2 separate regions of the Gossypium arboreum genome follow, and region 2 is linked to region 1. Evidence: chromatin contacts called from public Hi-C data. All regions are on one chromosome and are shown on one strand. Each heading gives the region's core, a stretch centred on a gene start, on an enhancer-like site or on the middle of the called end of the contact. The rest is flanking DNA. Distances are from core to core; before and after follow the strand shown. Region 1 holds the start of LOC108480122 (argininosuccinate lyase, chloroplastic). Region 2 holds the start of LOC108463692.

Evidence for each region. Hi-C and Micro-C count contacts between places; a contact is called where the count stands out from the background.
Region 2: a Hi-C map of leaf shows a contact between it and region 1, with 4 times the contacts expected there. The contact joins the promoter of LOC108463692 here to the promoter of LOC108480122 in region 1. A contact is called at or near these places in 2 of 5 Hi-C or Micro-C datasets (both in leaf).

Annotation. Positions count from the first base shown.
Region 1 is chr1:85,905,340-85,909,295 of ASM2569848v2, reverse strand. It overlaps LOC108480122 (argininosuccinate lyase, chloroplastic), which reads right to left and starts at 1,749. Exons shown (of 6, transcript XM_017783004.2): 1 at 1,287-1,749; 2 at 706-1,086; 3 at 1-54. The coding sequence starts at 1,613.
Region 2 is chr1:86,255,368-86,259,510 of ASM2569848v2, reverse strand. LOC108463692 reads right to left here and starts at 1,665. Exons shown (of 7, transcript XM_017763592.2): 1 at 540-1,665. The coding sequence starts at 1,540.

The sequences.
Region 1 (3,956 bases), core at 500-2,999:
GCAGAAATTCAACCTAGCTCTACAATCTAGTAAACGGCCAGCATCACGGTCAAGCTACAACCAAAAAGGTTCAGTTAGTGATCCTAGAGGCAAATAATAAAACATATCATCATGAAAAAATTAGAAATCAGAATTAACCATCTGCATTTTTTTTCTCAATTATTATATATAAGAACAATTTTTTTTTTCTTTAAGAAAAAACACAAGGCCTTCTCAGGGATATAACAATTATTAATTTGTTTATAAGTTGATGAGTACACCACATCATGTGGATTCCAATATTCAAAGACTTCAGATATTATGTTGACTTGATCATAACCACTAACCATTTATAATCACAATCGTAGGTTACCCAGGTTCCTTTATTTCCTACTTTTATTTACCTTTAGGGGAGTAAGCCGCCCAACATGGGAGTAAGCCGCCCACCATGAATGTGTTATGCTTTCAAACTTAGTCATTTTTCTATTAGAAATATTAATCAGATAAGCTTCTTTCTAAGTTCTAAAAGTTCAAGAACAAAGTTTTCCAATTAACCAATAAAGCAACCGCTTTATTTTGACATATATAGGAGACACGTGACGGTTTTTTAACCCTGCTTCTGGAGTTGGAAAACTCAGTGCTAGTTCACTACATAATAATCATATATATAACATACATGGATGTTCGGTTTGATCTAGAATAGCTTATGAATGAAATGATTCAAACCTGCTCCACATATGCTAGAAGAAGATGTTGAAGTAAAACAGGTTGTGCCCTCTGTAAATGTGTATAACCAGGAATGATGAGACCCTCATTATTTAGAGCCAACTTCACCAAAGCAACTTGGAGATGTCTAATGCTACTAATAATCCTGTCTATAGCATCACGACACCACAGGCGGAAATCAGTCAAAACTTGATCATTTCGGCTTCGAGCAGTGTGGAGTTTCTTTGCAGGCTCACCAACCAAATCTGTCAGTGCAGCTTCAATGTTCATGTGGACATCTTCCCTGTCAGTCCTCCACACAAATTCACCAGCTTCAATGCGTCTCTCTATTTCATCTAGACCTTTCAGAATACTATCCCTATCACTAAAGCTAATCAAACCCTGCAAGCAAAAATGATAAAAACCCACATGCATTTGAATTAGCTGGAGCAAATTAGCAAAATACCATTATACAAGACAAATGATCAGAAATTGGGTTCTGCAATTCTAAAAAGTACAATATTACCCAAATTCTGACAAGCCATAAACTCATTAAAAACACTCTAAAAACAATAAATGCAAGAGGAGAAAAAAAAAAGGACCTGTTCAGCAAGCATAGAAGCATGGGCTTTACTTCCCATAATATCATGCTTATACAACTGTTTATCAAACGAGATAGACTCAGTAAACTTCTCAACGATATCAGTCACACTATCTTCGAATCTCCCACCCCAAAGCTTTGTCTCCTTTGGTTTTGCTTCTGTTTCAGATGAGTGACTCGTGGTGCACCGCAATGGTTCGAACCTTGACTTGACTCGATGCATCAATGGGGATATGGTTCTTGGGTTAGACACGGATTTGTTGGAGAGGACAGTCGATTGGGAGGAAAAAAATGGTGTTTGCAAAGAAGAAGAATGTAAGGATTCCATTAAAGAAGGGAAGATAAAAAAGAGAGATTCTAGTGCGCCTTGCTTGCTTTTACCTTTGCCACTTCGTTAGCACTAGCAAGCAAGGAGGGTTTAGGGTGTTTTCTTTTTTGCAACTGTGTCGGGCCTGTCGGGTCGAACTGTAATAGGCCTAGTTTAGGATCGAATGTGTCGGGTCTTGCTTTTGGGCTGATGGACTTATTTTTTGGAGATAATGGACTACAACTCAAGCTCTGTGGATGTAATCCTCCAACTTAATATTTTTTAATAAATTGATAATTCAATTTTAAATTTCACAATTAAATTTAAATATAAATATATACTAATTAATTAAAGGTTATTTTAAATATAATTTTAAGATTTTTACATATTTATCTATAAAAATGAGCTCAAACCTATAAAATAAGTCTTTATAAAAAATTCACAAAACATAAATTCTAATAAATTAAAAACTCGTATGAGCTCATACTCTTTTAGATGCGAAGTATAAATAGCTAATATCATTATGAAACATGGAAAAAATAAGACATAACCTTTCCCTCATTAAAACAAAAGAAGATTTTACATAAATCAAAGTCATTCACTCGGAAAAAAGGTCTTCATGAACTTTATGACTAAGAATACCACTCCATCTAAAAAATATGAATTGACCTCAAGTATAACCTCTTATTCTCTAACTTGTTTACCTTATATTAAACTCTTTTCTTCAGTCCACTGATTTAAGCATCAAAAAGCATTTTGAAGCATCAGCTCTAGTCTATCCCGGATAATAATGCTAAAACTAGAGCTTAGTCTAGCTTTGGTTGTATTAATTTTTTTATATTTTATATATATTTTAAAAATATAATACATCAAAACACTAAAACATTAAAATAAATATATCCCAACAAATTAAAAATAAATTTAATAAATATTTATAATTAAATAACACTAACATAGGTGCAACTTAACAAGCAAATGCCTCTAAAAAAGTAGAAAAATTAATAATAAAATAAAATTTATACAATATCCAAACAATGACAACAAAATAGTAGCAATATAATAGTGAAATGGCAACAAAACAGTGAAAAAACAGCAAGAAAACAATATTTCTTTTATTTTTGCAAATTTAGCTTAGGCTGGGCCCAGGCTATAACAACCTGTTTTTTAGTGGTGTCGAAAACAGTGGTTTCGAGGCCACCAAATTTGACGAGTATGTATTTAATATTTACGAGTCAAATGTGATTTTAAAAAGGTTTTTGATTTGATAATTTATGTTATATAAGTGATTTATTAAGTTCAAGTGGTAAGACCCTAAGATCAAGTGGCTTTCGAAAATGAGGTATCGAGACCTCATTTCTATAAACTGAGCCATAAATATTTTTATAAATATTTTCAGAGTGTATTTAAGGTGGTATTAAAGTTCTGTTGAAAAATTTTAATGTTTCGATAGTTAATTAATTAAAAAGGACTAAATCGTAAAGGATGCAAAAGTTAATCACTATAATTTTAAAATGCAAAAAGGACCAAAATGGTAATTAACCCATGGTCAAAGATTCCAAGCGGTGGTGACCTGATTAAATCATCTAGCTTTTGGATTATTGACTCTTTTATTCCTAATTAGTTTAGAATTAAATTGTAAATAAGTTTATTTAGTTAGAATTTAATTTAATTGAAGGACCAATTGTGCAATTAAACCTTCCTTAGATGGTAATTATGTCATATATTTATGTGATGGACAGTTATGGATGTGTGTTAGTGATATTATAAGTGTATTTTAAAGGTTAATGTTGTAAATTTGTAATTATGTTAATGAAAAATAAAAGATCATAGAATTTAAAAAGCTATCATCTTCTTTACTTATGCAAGAGAACCGAAAACACCATTTTTAAAGGAGAAACAAGTTTGGCCAACTAGGGTTCTTCCATTTAAGAGGTAAATCTTGCTTGTTTTTAATAATTTTGATGTTTTTGAGATCGTTGCAACTAGGTCCAGTTAGCCCGTACCTTCAATTTTGAACCTGTTAAAGATTTTGAATGTTGTCATTGATGAACCTTGTGATTTTAGATGTTAAATGATGAATTTGAGATATTAGTTGTTATTTAAAAGTATTTTATTAAGTGCTTTTTGATTAATTTCTTGATTAGGGACTAAATTGTTAAAATAATAAAAATATAAGGATTTATTGTAAAATTGTTGCATAAATGGGCTGCATTGGATGCCAAAAGTATTAGGCTAGGCTAAAGTTTGGGTAAAAATGGTTAATTTGCATGTTTTGGGCTCAGGGACTAAATTGAATAAATACATTTTTTTACTATCTAAATTAATAGATTTAATAAAATTATTAATTTAGATCAAGATCGGATG
Region 2 (4,143 bases), core at 416-2,915, 350 kb before region 1:
CAAGGGGGGAATGAGATGAAATCAGGGACGATTTCTTTGCTGAATATGCATTTGCAAAAATGATACAGGAGCAAGTTTTACTTCTATGCAATATTCAGAGGGTTATAATGTCTTGGCAACTTGAATTTAATTGGATGTGTAGCAGACTTAAAGGTAAATCTCTTATTAGAGTTATCTTAAAATTGACATGGAATGCTTTTTTTTATGCTATTTGGAGAGAAAGGAATCGAAGGCAGTTTAGGTAACAGATATCCAGTGAGGAGGTCATTAATAGAAGTATTAAAGAGGTGATCAGCTTCTGTGCTTAGTTTGAAACATTTTGGAATAAGTGGTATATATTTTTTTTTTGTTTTGTATAGGTACAAGGTTATGTTGTTTTGATTGTTTTTACAGCATTGGCTGTTTCTTTGGATGAATATAAAACTTATCCCCCCCCCCCCCCCAAAAAAAAAAAAAAAGAGATAAACAGCGTTGATAAAATATGCAGGCTATGATTAACGAGAATATTAAAATAAAAGTAAAAGAAAGTAATGGAAAACCTTATATATCGGCTACAAGCTAACCAACAATGGCCGGCTCTCTTCTTCACGAAGAGCATAAGCTTCCACCCTCTTGGAAGCACATTCCCAAACCCAGCTGCGTCGATAATCCTCTTCTTCTGGCTTTTACTCGCCCATTGACCTTCTAAACCCTTCATAAACTCCAGCAGTTGCACCTCTGTAACAATCCCCTCAGTCCTCCTTCTCAACTCCTCTTCAATTCCCAGAATCGCCTCTACATTCACAAACGCTGCCTTCTCAATTTCGCTCTCAACTTTCTTTTCCTCGCTTGCAATCACTCTACTTTGACTCTCCTCCCTTCGTGGCCGCCCTCTCCTCCTCTTCCCTTCGTTACAACTGCTACTATTACCGGCATCCGCTGTCTCATTTGGCCTAAAGGTTTTCATTTCTTTATATTCCTCTATTGCTAAAGGCTCGCTCTCAATCAGCCAATTATCTTTCCCGTCCCTCCTTGGCCTCCCTCGCTTCCTTTTTCTTAAACTACTACTAACAATGTCGACCGGAATATTCTGCAAACCGGAATTCCCGTTTGGATATTCAATTTGAACCGGCACAAGATCCTTGTCATCGTACGGTTCGTCAGCTTCGGGGTTAGCAGGCAGCGAATCATCGATGTTGAAAAGTGATTTAAGCAGAGAGAGGGCGTTAGAGCTTTCTTCGTCAAGAGATTCAGGGTTTAGGTATAGTGAACGAGAAGGGAAGGGCTCGGAAGGAAGAGAGGAATGTTGGTGGTGTAGGTGGCTGCGGGGTGCGGCGAAGCGGAGGCGGAAGAAAGTTTGTTTGCGACTTCCGGCGGATTCGTTGAAAACGGAGCGGTCAATTTTGGGAGTGAAGAGTTCGGTTTCGGCATTGGAAGGGGAAGGAGAAGAGGAGCATAAAGCAAGGGAAAGGAGGTCGGGTTGAGAGAGGAGACGGAGATCTACGACGGAGATAGATTCGATGTGGAGGTGATTGCGGTGGTCGACGGTGGCGGATGCCATCGAAAACAGAGGGAGAAAAAAAAAAAAAAAGAGAGGAAAAAGCGGAAGTGTTCTCTCGATGCAACTGATTGGGATGGGATTTATTTACAGGGAGAGGGAATTGATTTAATTGCCCAACCAACTGTTGCCACGTTGAAATATAAACGGGACGGATCGGATTTAAACCGGGTTTTTACTTTTTACCCGAAATACTAGCCCAATCGCGGCCCCACCCTGAACTCTCAATTTGGGCTCATCCAGGGGCTTTAGCTAAATTGTATTAGAATGTCCAATCCATTTTCAGTTGTATTAAATAGTTCCATATAATATTCCCAAAGTAAAGTCTGGTATGAACAAAATATATAAAACAAATTGAATTATTGGCACTGTTACAAATATTTTAGACATAATAATTTATTTAGATTAATGCTTTTTAATTTAGATGACACATTAGCATTTAATTAATTTTTAAAATTTTAAAATTTAAAAGTATATAAAATTATTTTAAAATTAAAACCATTAAAATGATTAAAATGTATAAAAATTAAAAAACTATTTTTAATTTTTTGAATTTTAAAAATTAATTAAATGCTGACATATCATCCACGTGTATGCTATATTAGCAAAGTTAAAAAGTTAACTTTTTCATCCATTTTGGAATGATTAGACAAAAATACAAATTTAAAAGCTAAAAAAGGCGAAAACTTAAAGGGATTGGCTAAAATGGTTCTTTTTTTGTAAAACTGGAGGCCTACAAAAATCATTATGCCAATACTTTAGTACTATAAAGTGCATGTCCATTAGAATAAAAAAATTGATATAGTTTAAGTCATACTTTAGGACTCTAATGTGCATTAGAAGCATCATTTTATTTCATTTATACTTCTTATGTGTGACACCCCAAATTTTTTAATAAAGTAAGTGATATTGTTCCAGAACTTGATCTGGTAAAATATAGAAGAGCATTTGAGGAGCATTATTATTAATGAACTTTTAAAGAATTATTTTGATTTTTAGAAAAGGGAAATTTAGAGAATAATTGTGAAGATGTGGTCTTGGTATAAAAAGGACTAAATTGTAAAATTATAAAAGTCATGGATGATAGAGTAAATTGATCATATTAAGGAAAATAAAAGTCAATAATGATGGGAGAACATAAGGACGCATTAGATTGAGTATTAATTTGATGAAAGTCACTTTAGGGATTAAATTGGAAAAGTTGAACGAAAATGAGAGTTTATAGACTAAATCGTAAATTTTTAAATTTTATCAAAAAAGGTCCTGAATGCAAAATTATGCATGGAAAACCCATAATTAATGTTAGTAAGTACAAAATATAGAAATTTTGAAGGACTAAGTGTCTTGAATGGAATAAAGAATAATGATGAGGCAAAAGGTGTAAAATGGTAATTTTTCTATGAAAGGATATTTTGTAAAAATTCGACCCAATGAGCCTAATTAGTCCCTTGGCCAAATTTCCTACCATATTTCCACACTTAGACATTTTTTTCATGTTAATTAGTTAGTTGATGGGTTGTCATGCTTAGGTGGCATACTTATCACATTCCTTAATTTTAGGAGATTAGTTAGAGTTTAAGAGGCTACAAATAAGGTGTGCTGCCTATTGGTTATGGTGCTCTGAGTGTAGTATATTCATTTGTAAACTTGTATTTTTTTTTAACAAATTGGTTAATAAAACAAATTCATTGATATACTTTGTATAATTGTCTTTATATGGGTTTTGCACACAAAGCAAAATGGAAGCAAATGTTGCTTATTGGTTATCCAATGTTTAACTGATACTAAGCAATATTATGTGGTCAGATTGTAATATGAAAAGACAACTTTTATTAGTAGACGAACCTAAACATGTCCTTAGTCTAATTGGAAATGAGCAAACCGATTGAAAGACGAATATGTCGTCTATCAAATTCCAACTCGGGAGATGCTTTATTTTGGGCATCGGAGCGGATGACTCTTAAAATATAGAGACATAGATGTGGCTGACTAGGCTGATAGTACATCGGACTGGACCTAAGAAAAATATATTCTGAATCCATTTATACGTTTCTTCACTTGTGACGTTCATAGTGTAACATACTTAAATCCTGAGTAGATGACGGACTATGTATGCTTGACTTATACACTTTGATGTAAGTAAAAGTTTGAGTTTAAATAGATAAGGAACCGAAAGATAGTGCGTTAGGTGTACGACTTCTGCAGTATGTAGCGTCATTCATAATAGTGGAATTCATAGCTCAAGACATGGGTAAATGATATCCTCTCATTGGTATTACATGGTTGATGAAAAGTAAACCTGGCCACAGGTCATTCGTATTTGTGATGAATGACTTGATTACTATTTGATAGTAATTGACTTTTCATTAAAAAATATGTTGATAACTCTAATATAAAAAGTTATCTTTAGTACTTTTAGCTAATATTTTAGTTGAGTTAAGCGAGGTGATAACTTTTTAATAACTATTTTGGCTATAATTCTATTAAGTATGTAATATGGAAGGGTTTTACTAGAATAATACATATCAGTCATTTTCCATGCTAGAATATGCAATTTTATCTTTGAAGGTAGCTATTGAAGTCCACTCAATGACATAGCTATACAG